Regions from separate parts of the Rattus norvegicus genome. Here region 2 is linked to region 1. Evidence: chromatin contacts called from public Hi-C data. All regions are on one chromosome and are shown on one strand. The core of a region is the stretch at or near the end of the contact, and the rest is flanking DNA. Distances in the headings are between cores, read along the strand shown. Region 1 overlaps Trabd2b (TraB domain containing 2B). Region 2 overlaps Trabd2b (TraB domain containing 2B).

Region 1 (5,628 bases), core at 1,192-3,691:
CAAGAGCTGGGCTAACACCTCAGTTACTCACCACAGATAATGAGTGTCTTTGTCTAGCTGCCCAGGAAACCTGCAGCTAAACATTCACCCACAGTGTGCTGGCTGGGATCTCGTGTGTTCCCATCCCACCTGTGGCCGTAGGGGAGCAGTGCATCTTCATCTCAGGGTGGAGGATAGGATACAGGTTAGGGCAGGAGCCTGGAGAGCACTGGGTGGAGCTCCATCACCTTAGAAATGCAGACCTGGGCCAATGTTGATAATAAACCATACAGCAAACTGTATAAAAATGACATTGCTGAGTTGCAAAAGAAAACCCATGGGAATTAGCAGAACAATTAATTTCCTCTATAAAACATTCGAAACTAGCCCAAAACTCCACAGGCTCCTTCCTCAATTCCTAACTCCCTGTAAGCCAACTTCAGTGATATCAATCCCTCTCCTGGGTTCCATTTCTGCTCTACCTGTCACCTTTCTATGACATTTGTCACCAAACTTCCTCTCTTGTTCTTTATGGCATGCCCCAAACCTTGTCGCCTGTCAGCCCAGAGATGAATATGGTATAGTTCTTTGTCTTAAATGACTCAAGGGCCAATGTAGAAGCAAATGACAAGACGGTGTGACAGTTTAATGTGGATGAAGTGCAGTAGGGCATCTGGTGGGCTCGTCCACTTGGTGTCAGGGAGGATGGGCCAGCTCGAGCTGAGTATAGAGGGGAAAGTAGACATATGCCAGTCCAATCAGACAGGGAAAGGCATCTGGGTGGAGAGAGAAGCAGTATATTTCAGAAAGCTTTAGAACATCAGTGAGACACTCCTTTAAATTAGGACACATAGCAATGACGTTTAACTTAGATATTTTTGCATCGCCCTGCATGCCAGATGGTACTTTGAGTATTCCATGGGCTAGGCTCTCTTAGCTTTCACAGATGCGCACCTGGAATAGCTACCATCATCCCCATCCTACACTTAAGGAAAACCAAGGTTAGCATTTGCTGAAGGAGTTGAGAGGACTTGAGAGTTACTATAGTGGGAGCAGGACACAGGTAGGAAGGTTCAGGAAACCCAGTGTAGTGGTTGACAAGTGTGTCCTCTAAGATTATTCTGGGCCTCTATCCCTACACTCACCAAGACCAGATCTAGATTAAGGATTGAAACCTGGTCAGGGACAACTCGCTCACCAGACAGCAAGGGAAGTCACTCACTTCCAAAATCTAAAGTTTTAAAATATAAAATGGAAAGGCCCTTCCCCATCCTGCCACCAGGATGTCAGCTGATCAGGACACTGCACCCTGAATGGATGCATGGTTGCCAGCATGAAGATGGCTCACACTAGGTGCCCTGGTTTCACTGAAGACTTGTGCCTGATGTTCTGTGCCCACCGGGGAGGTGTCAGCACAGGTGGGGTGGCAGGGCCCTGTCCTTCACCTCATAGATGGGAAAGGTATGACATAGAAAAACGGGCAATGGCCTTTCCAACCTATGAGTAGGTTAGAGGGAGGACACTCAAGGATCTTGGTCCTTGGCCCTCAGGCCCAGTGTTTCTTTGCCTTGGTGACTCATCCCTTCCTGCCCTCCTGACAGTCTTTAGCTTTTTGCACCAGCACACTGTGGATCTTCATGAGGTCATTGCCCTCCGGAATGATCAGGGGCTTCCCAAAGAAGGGGAAGAGCCAAAGGACAGACAGTTTTCTATGCCTCCATCTATTGTGAAGCTTCCAGAGACATCTGGGTGAGCCATGCCACATCTGATGCAAGGTAACAAGTGTCTACTTATAATCCCATGGACTATGGATGGTGAGATTTCCTTAGAAGATTTAGAGTAGCTGCCTCCATTTGATGCTTATTGTCTCAAGCTCTCACACATACTCCATAACTAAAGAAGCAGGGGTGGCAGGTGCTGTTTGGCGGTGGGGGGAGAGGACTGTGCAACACAGAACAAGCCACAAGGCCAGGGGAGTGAGTAAGGGAGAACATCAGTTGTCCTCCAAGATTTGGTATCATCTTTCAGATATGTCTACACCACCAGGTAGGGGTGTGTGTGTGAGTGTGTGTGTGTGTGTGTGTGTGTGTGTGTGTGTGTGTGTGTGTGTGATCACAACTGATTTCTTACTCTTGGGGAAAAGGTCTGAACTCATGTCTAACACTATACAGCTTTGGTGACCACATGGGGCCCAAGGAAGCAACATCCAGACCGTTTATTATGAGCCAGGCCCCGAGGAACAGAACAGAACCTTCTCTAGGATGTTATTTTACTAGTTCAGAACCCACTTGAGCTCAGGCAAAAGCTGAACTCTAGCCATGGACTTGTGAAATATTTGAACACTCAGTGAAGTGGTTATTGGCTTCCCAAGATAAAACACTGCGTTTCATAACATGGGACAGGAGAGGATGCCAGCGCTAGGGGGACAGTGAGATGGAGAACTTTTTGTCACGTGCCTTGGCACTGACCGTGGCTGGACTGTGAGCTGCTAAGAAAGGAACAGCCTGCCTCATGGGGGTCAGGGGTGAGTGTACTGCTCATAAGTTCGTGAAGACGTGGGAATGTCACGAGATGTTGAGTTTTAACAAACAATATGGCGAGTAGGTGAGTAACACACTCACCAAGGCAGCTTTCAAGCAAGCTTTCACAAAGAATAATTAAGAATTTCCAAGTAGACATGAAGAGGAAGAGGATTCAGAGTAAAAGAACAGCAGAAGAGAAGACTGGGGGAACATTGCACTGACCTCAGGCAAGAGCCAGCACGAGGGTAGCTTGTATGTTTATGCAAACAGAAAGGGAGATAGTGTCAACCAAAGGTATAGTGAACTTCAACTTGGGTCACCTTGACCCTGGTATAAGTTCATGGTCATTTGTAAGGTTGTATATAAATATACGAGAGACCATCTCAAGCTTAATGCTCAGCTAAATGGAGACAAGTATCTGCCATCTAGAGGTTTCACATGGGCACTGGGAAGAGCATGGTGGGAAGCAATGGCTAGGATCCTGGCACCATGCCCAACTACTGTTCAAGGAGCCATGAGAACAAATACAGAAAGAATCTTGGCTATCACAGTCATGAAAGTGGAAACTCAAGTTCTGTATCTACCACTCCTCACTTCTGCATAGACCTTCTAGGGTCCTTCACAGAGGTAGCAAGACAAGGAGATGCCAGCATAAAGGAATACGAGAGGAATAGAATCAACATGTAGGCTCTTCTCTCTGCTCTTGAGAGATGAGGAAGAACTGGAAGCCAGAGCAGGGGGAGACCTGTAAGATCCTCTTTCTTGTCCACTCATTTTAGAGAGATAGGAGTGAGGCCCAGGAATGAGGAGTGCAAAGGTCCTGTGTCTTCAAAAGTCTCTTCCTACCTCTGGCCTGGGAGCTCCTCCCACATCTCCTCTGGCTGATGCAGCCTGATGAGGATGGGATGATGGAAAGACATAGGCTCTTTCTAACAGCACTGAAGTCTGTGGCAGGGCCCAAGCTGTGGGGTTCAAGTTCACTATGAGAGGTCTGGAATGCGTCTAGGGCAGGCTGAGTATGAGCATCAAAAGGAGACCAGCTCCCAAAGGAAGCAGACTGTTCAGAGTCAACAGAATGTCATCATTCTGTGGAGACTGGTTCTCAGTCCAGAGGAGGCTGGGAATTCCTATTCTATGAGGACCTATCCTCAATAGTCTCTCTCTCTCTCTCTCTCTCTCTCTCTCTCTCTCTCTCTCTCTCTCTCTCTCTCTCTGCTCCCCACCCCTTTCATACACACTGACTCTTTATAAGTTGCTCCTAAAACTTATAACTTCAACCTTCAGCTGAGAAGACCAAAGTAAGTCACTCTGTCCTTGGGGATGTTACTGTACTTTCTCAATATCCCAAGCCATCTGACGGCCTAACCCTGAGCCCCCCGACAAAGACCCCAGCCATATGTCCCTCTGGGTTTGAGCATGTCTCTTTATTCTTGTGATTCCTGCTGAGCTTTCTATTGGACCGTGTGCTACAGAAACATTTAGCATGTATTTACAGAACAAACATGTGAAGAAACCCAAGACAGACATGATGTTCCACAACTGAGAATCAAGGCTTGTAGAAACCAAAAAGAAACAGTGTTCTCTCTGCCCCACAGCGCTGCAGCCTCCTGAAGGGTCACTTCGTAATTCCTACCATGGATGTAAAAAAGAGTCAGGAGGGAGATATGCCTGCTCTGTACTGAGTAGCCACGTAACCTTGAAAAAGTTGTTCACCCTCCAAGTCTCAGTGCTGTCAACTCAAGTAGGAGGGAAAGCCCTCAGATCATAGGGCTGCTGGGAAAAATCAAATAAATGACTCATGGGAAAGAGCCATGTAAACTGTTTCAGAGAACAATGTGATGTCATCGTTGCCATGATTAGGAGAGGATGAAGCAGAGATCCAGGGATGGGGGTATGAGCCTAGCAACCCTGGAAAGCTAACTGTGGCTGTGGACCACTGTTGCCAACTGACCAGCCTGCTGCTCTCGGCCTTGGAGCATGGCATCACTAAGATAAAGGGCACAGGGCTAGTCTGGGAGCAGGGCTCTGTGGATAGCCATGGTGGGAATGGGCTGGAAAACCCTAGGGCCTCAGGATCAGAGCTTTCTGGAAAAGAGGCTAGCTACAGGTGCACCCAAGAAAGTCTCAGCATGGCTTCCCAGAAGCATACTTTTAAATATTCTAGAAATGCCTCTGGTTCAGGACCTGCCCATAAATTCCAAAAGAGCTGGAAGGGCGGTAATAAGGTGGGGGCTGTCAGTGAGTGCTACCATTATTCAGAGACTGATGACAGCAACAGTACTCATTCATGTTTGTGACTACTTGTTAAATATGCATGTAAGTGCCAACTGCGTGCTGGCTCTGGGTGACAGGCTGGGCCACTCCTGCATACATCCCTTCAGTCACCAATCCGGTAATCACCAATGTTTACTGAACCCTTCTTCTGTGCCAGGTAGATTTAGTAGGGAGAGGGGCATATGTGGCCCTGTTCATATTAAAGTACACTTGGGTGGGGACAAAGAGAACATGTTACAAATCTTCCTTACCAGAGGAAATCCAAGTAGGGGTGGAGAAAAATGTTGGGAATGAGCAAGAGACTGTGGGTGGATCTGCATAGGCAGCTAGAAAGGACTCTACAAAATGGTGAAATATTAGTCAAAGCTCAAAGCACAAGAACTCAGCTGTAGCAACGGATTTAGGTGCTTTATGAGATGAGAACTCTGCTAGGAAAGCACCAGTGCCCCTTGGCTTTGGTCCTTTATAAGAGACAGACATATTTTATACATATGTGCACGTGTTCACCCTTCCTTCTTCCCTTTCACTCCTCTCTCTTCCTTTCACAATGACAGTACCCTGCATTTGCTGGTGTCATGAAAACAGGGATTAATGGGCACTTCCTTGAAGGGATGCAGCAATCTCTATTGAAATGTGCATCCTTCTGGAGTAGTATTCCCACATGCTAGAGGCATGCAACCATTACCTGAAGAGTTGTCTGTAGTAGAACCATTTATAGAACTAGGAATCACCTAAAAGCAGAAATAGAGATGTGATAAAAAGATAATCTTCTAGAAACAGAGATTATGCAGCTACTAATGTGTTTGCAAACTGTGGTCAGTGAGAGAACTGTAAGGAAACAATGGCATCCACT
Region 2 (5,628 bases), core at 1,282-3,781, 86 kb before region 1:
TAGGACTGCAGTGCAGGGCGATGCCCAGTGGAAGCAGCCCAGTGGAAGCCTCTCAGGGGCCCACTGGCATGGCACCCGAAGCAGACAGACGCAAGAATAATTGGGTATAGGGGCTGGGGTGTAGACCATGGTGGCCCTGGTGAGGATCCAGTAGAGGCAGAAGGCAGAAAAGGAGGTGAGAGCCCTGAAGCAGGCAAGCGTCCCTGTGGGCTGCCGCAGGATTGCTACTGAGCAATGAGATGTGCAGGGCGAGATCAAAGACCAGAGGCCCTCAGAGGTCTTGCTGTGGGAGTGTAGGTGGAAGATGTGCAGGAAGGGCCGGCTCTCATTGGATTTAGGGACAAAGTGGAAGGGAATAAAACGTTTCTCTAAGAAAAGAGGTTTGTCAGAAGGGCTCCATCTGGTCCTCTGCCTCGTCTCAGAAAACTGGGGATTCGGGAACACTGGAAAGGTGGAAGGGATCCTTTGAGTGTGGGAGCCTGTGCCTTGAACGTGGCTTCCTGGAGAGCACAGGGCTTGCTCTTTCCCAAGAAGCAGTGAGGAACTTTAACAGACTGCTCTTTGGTGAAGCCTTCTCTTCCAGCCTGAGCAGAGGGAGGTGTCAGCCAGCTTCAGTTTTACCTGTTGGGGTGGAGGAGACTCCCCTCTGCCAAAGAAAAGCTGCTTTCTTTCCCTGAAGCCAGGGTCTGTTTTCCAGATCCCGTGTTGTGAAAAGGAAACTGTCCAATGTCATTTTGTCTACACTTTGCTTTCAGATACAGTTAGGGGCTTCGGACTCTTTGCTGGAGCTGACAGCCTAGCCCCCTGTTACTCCACGAGTTAGATTCCTCCACTGACCAGGACTTTGACTAACCAGACTATTTGGAGCTTCTAGTGGACTGCTGGTAGCCTGCAGACTTTCCCACAACTGAAGGATGTGGCTCTCTAAAACTCTAGGCTCCTGTGCTCAGGCTGGGTAGCCCATACTGGGCATTGGGTCTTAGTGTCTCAGTCACTTAGTGATACCTGTGTTGCAGGAGGCAGGGTTGATGAGGTCTCTGCAGAAGTACATTATTCAGTGGCTCAGGGGAGGCAATGGCACCAGCACCTAGAGGCTCAGTGGCTTTGATGCCTACTCATTGTCAGCCTTTTTAAGATAGTGCATGCCATGCCTTTGAGACAGGACCGGACTACATCAGACTGTTGTCACTAGCTCAGCCACCTGGCTGTAGAATGGGAGGTCCCAGTCAGTTTCTGGTTCTCTGTGTGGCCTGGGATAGTGCCTTTGGCTCCAGACATTGGTTCATGTTCATAAATGCACAACCGGGCCAGAGCTCTCTGGTGCCTCTTAGAACTTCCTGGAGCACACAGCATCTCAGGCTTTGGCCCTGACAACTTTCATGTCTGTGTGGAGTGGAAGACACGATGATTTAACAAGTACCTACGGTGATTCTGTCCAGGATGCTGAGGAAAATTCTGATGGCGTTAAGATCCAGACAGGGACTCTGGGTTCTGAGGTCCCACTGTCTAAGCGTCAGATCCAGGACTCACTTGTGCAGTGAAAAGGACTCTAGTCCCTTTCTGAGACGTTCCCTAGTGACACTATTCACTATATGTAGAGAGTTCTGCCACACTGCTGACTTAGGGAGATTGCTCTGGAGAGAAACTGAGTGGGGGAGGGGAGGATAGACAATCTTGGAGCAATGGGAGCCTTGGTGACAGCCCAGGGCAGGAGGTGTTGTTGACCGGAGGGAGATATGGAAGGGGGTGGCAACACCTTGGGATGTGTTCTGTACCTGGCTACTTACAGCAGGGCTCACAGTGACACTTCTGACCACAGCATCCTTTGCCTAGTAGTCCTTTCTCTCACAGGGTGGGGGCCCCTCCAGAATCTCCCCGCTACAGTGACACTGCTCATACTTTCCCAGCATGGGGATCTAACATCTTCCGAGATATCCAGCCTGTCATGGTTGCTTCTGCTTTCACCCCCAGTCCATGGGACACATGCACGAGTCAGGTGCAGGCCACGCCTGGCAGACTTTTGTTAGTGCCACTAGAGGAAGCCTCCACTTCTTCATTTTAATTTTTATCAATTAACTGATTAATTACCAGCAGTTCTGGGAGTTGAGGCCAGGGCCTTGGGCATGCTGGGCAGGCACCGTATCATGGTGCTTCATACTCAGACTTCTTTCTACTTTTTATGTTGAGCTGGACTCTCACTAATGGCCCAGGCAGGTCTCAAACTTATCTTCTTGAGCCAGCATTACAGCCCCATGCCACTTTTAAACTGTGGGGAATTCTGCCTGCTCCAAAGTGAGATGGGAACATATTATATACACCCCAAAAGATGCCCATGGAGATCCTCAGGAGTCAGGGCCCAGCCTGCCTCTAAGTGTCCACTCTGACACCTCTGTCCCTCCTTGCTCAGAGCAGGGCCTGTGGCAGCACACTAAGCCCTAGGAGAGGCTGACAGGGAGCTCCTAGACAACCCGCCCCTCCCCTGCTCACCTGTCCTCGATTCGGACCCAGAGGTCATTGAACTGCCTTGGCCGCTGATGTTTGTTTAGTTTCTTGCGCCACTTCTGCCTTCCGAACTCCTCCAGCTGGCTTAGGCTGTCCGGGAGCAGGAGGTGTGGGGACAGGACTGGATCCTCCTCCTCAGGAGGGGTTGTGGGGGTCACTGAGGTTGCTTCTGGGACTGCAGCAGCTGGGGTTGCCGGAGCTCGGCTGGCAGGAGAGGTGCCCTCAGGAGGGGGAGCTGGGCTCCCAGCAGGAGGACTGCAAAGTGAAACAGAATGTGAGCTATGTGCTCTGTGTGTGTGTGTGTGTGTGTGTGTGTGTGTGTGTGTGTGTGTGTGTGTAAAAAAGGGAATGTGGAGGGGATGTTTTCTAGGCAAGGGGAACTCCAAAGTGTCCCACTGGGATAGAATGGAGGGACCTGGGGGTGGGGACCACTGCCTGTTATAGACAGAGCATTGATTCCTTCTTTCCTCTTTTAGTCCACAGACTCCCACAGATAGCATTTTTTTCTGAAATTATCAGCAGTGACCTAAACAGATGCCCCCCCCCCCCACTGCCTATAGCTCACACCTAACGTGAAGACAGAGTAAAACACACAGGCTCTCAGGTGGCCACACTGCTGAGGAGAACGCCAACATATGGGAGAGATAGGTGCAAGGGTGGAGGGATGGAGGGGCCGGGTGGAAAATGAGGTCTATGCTCATATTTGAACTTGATCATGACTTCATTAAGCAATACCTCTGGCAGAGGGATTCTAGGCAAGTTATATAACTTTGCTGTGCCTCAGTTTCTTGTTCTGTGAAGTGGGGATAGGATGGTTTGTACCTCCCTTGGGAACACCGTGTGGTCATAAGTGCACATAGGTGAAGGGCTTAGAACAATGCCTGGCAGTAGTAGGCAGACAAGGCCATCGAGTAGTGAATGCTATTCAGGGTGCTTTTGTTATCAACTCACCCAGCTGTCTGCACTGGATGTCCATTGGTCATCTTTGAATGGAGATGGGTCAGGACTAAGTCACTGAGCTCAACCTCAAGGCTGATAGACACACTCTACCACCCATGTTATTATAACTCATGGTCCAGAATGTGTATGAGTAGAGTGCTTGGTTAGAAAGGGGATGGAGGAATGGTGTTGCCTGTCTCATCAGAATGGCATGGGTGTGAATGAGCTCAGGACCCAGCCCAGTGCCTGGTGTCTACCAAACCTCTCTGATGTGGGCTACCCAGCAAAGGGTCCTGACCACATAAGCCCTCGAGGGTCAGTTAGTCATATTTGTGGAATCTGTGCTCAAAGTAGGGTATGCCTCTCTCTCATCCTGCAGACATTCTTCCTTTTATTCTTTGCTTTCTGGGGTCCAAAAGGGATTCCTTGGGGACATCTGGCCCTGGAGGGTTGGGAGTGGTTTGAGGAACTGTGTCCAAGCAAATCACTTGTAAGGGAGGTGGCACCCAGGACTGAAGGCGGCCTACCCTCCCATTCCTCACTCTGCAACAGTGAGTGGGTGAGGGGCTTCTCTCTCTTTGAAGAGGAAAAAGCTCATCCTCTCCCAACCCCCATGGCAACTCCAGACTCCCAGGGTCTAAGCTATCGGAGATGCTGCAGCTGTTGAGGATATAATTCAAAACAGTCAGACAAAAAGATAGCTACAGGAAGCACCTGTGGCCAAGGGTGGCTTTTTATTGTTGCTGACTCCACAGCGTTCCTACTCCCTCTGCCCTGCCAGTTCCTTCACTCCCTGTACAGGAGACTGAGCCTGAGAATCTTCTGAAGGGAGCCTCCAGCGAGTCCATGGGGGCAGAGGAGGGGATCTCCTCTAATGCCTAAGCTTCAAGATGAATAGAAGCCTCCCATCCCCTGCCTGGCCACACACAATGAGCTTCAAGGGGAAGGTCCTCTGGAGCGTGGGCAGAAGGGTGAAGTGAGAGAACAGGAGGGGCCTAGAGGAATGCCTTCACCCCAAGTCTACCTTTATCCCTTACACCTGCCCTAGCTGCCTCAAACACACGTGGCGGAGCTCATGGGAAGAGATGAGAGGCTAGGAGCAGCTTGTGCTCTGGGGACTGTCATACAAAGATGTCCTGCAAGTGAGTTTATGATAGGCTCAGATGTCCCAACCACATCAGGGATATTCATAGTTCCTGCCTTGCTATGGAACTTCTTGAGTTAGAAGCACCTAAAGCCCCACGCAGAGTCAGCAGCCAATACCACTTGTCTACTTGGCTGTGATTAAAGCAAGCCTCCTTCAGACTTTGGGTCATATCGCTTCTCAGAGTTTTGGCTAAGATCAAGTGCAGACTTTCGGTCTTGTAACCATGAGGGCAGGGATTCAAATCACAATGGGGCCATTCTTGCAGGCTGAGGAGAAGGTTCCAACATAAAGACTGGAGCACCAGTCAGTCTCTGAGTTTGAGAAGCCTGACACTGACTTGAGAGTTTCAGTTCTCAGGTCTCCAGCCTGGCTATTGCCTGATGCTGGTGCTGTGGATGCTCTGAGAGGCGGAGCTGATCTCCATCCTTGGAAAAGTCCAGAGTGGGGACAGGTGGGTGGGGCAGAATAGGAACTCACACAGGAAGAGGTTGGGAGAATGGCTCTATGGGCAGAGTGGGAGTGGCCTGCTAGGAACTGGGAGTGTCCTGCTGAGGAAGCAATGGAGCAGGTACAGGCAGAAAGCGGAGGACCATGAACGGTTGCAGCAGCAAAAGGCTCATGCAGTGGGGATGGACACAGGGAAGAAACCAAACTGTAGTCTCTTCTTACCATGGCCCCATCTTCATTCAGGGCCTGTCTGTCCATTGACTTTTTAGGGAATGACTGAGGTCACTTATGCCCCTATCCAATATATTTGGATCTGAACTCCAAGATTTGTTATTCCACATTCTGCTACTGTTCCCACCGCACCAAGAGATCCCAACAAGACTGCCCAGCAGCCTCCTCACTCTGTCTAGCACCCCAGAGCCTGGTTCAGTTTGTGCTCACAGCTCTACCCTTAGGCCTGAGCAGGTCATCAGGGCAGTAACCACAGCTTGCAGTCAGGCCACAGCCCAAGAGCCAGCTCCAAAATGCCACCATATACCCTGATGCTTACCTGTGGATGGCTTGCCCAGCAGGTGTGTGATCCACTTCCAGCC

The links. A called contact is a pair of places that touch in the nucleus more often than the background predicts.
Region 2: a Hi-C map of liver shows a contact between it and region 1, with 2.2 times the contacts expected there. The contact joins two enhancer-like sites. A contact is called at or near these places in 5 of 12 Hi-C or Micro-C datasets (the Rat2 cell line, kidney, liver and 1 more).

The regions. Positions count from the first base shown.
Region 1 is chr5:133,280,659-133,286,286 of GRCr8, reverse strand. All of the region lies in intron 2 of Trabd2b (TraB domain containing 2B), which reads right to left. Among named protein-coding and RNA genes, the nearest start is that of Trabd2b, 110 kb to the right of the region's middle. Within about 2 kb of position 2,441, at least 4 of the 93 cell types and tissues checked have an H3K27ac peak or open chromatin away from gene starts, as enhancers often do. A contact at or near this core is called in liver, where this site is marked.
Region 2 is chr5:133,366,899-133,372,526 of GRCr8, reverse strand. Trabd2b (TraB domain containing 2B) reads right to left here. Exons shown (of 8, transcript XM_006238601.5): 5 at 5,586-5,628; 6 at 2,488-2,757. Among named protein-coding and RNA genes, the nearest start is that of Trabd2b, 190 kb to the right of the region's middle. Within about 2 kb of position 2,531, at least 6 of the 93 cell types and tissues checked have an H3K27ac peak or open chromatin away from gene starts, as enhancers often do. A contact at or near this core is called in liver, where this site is marked.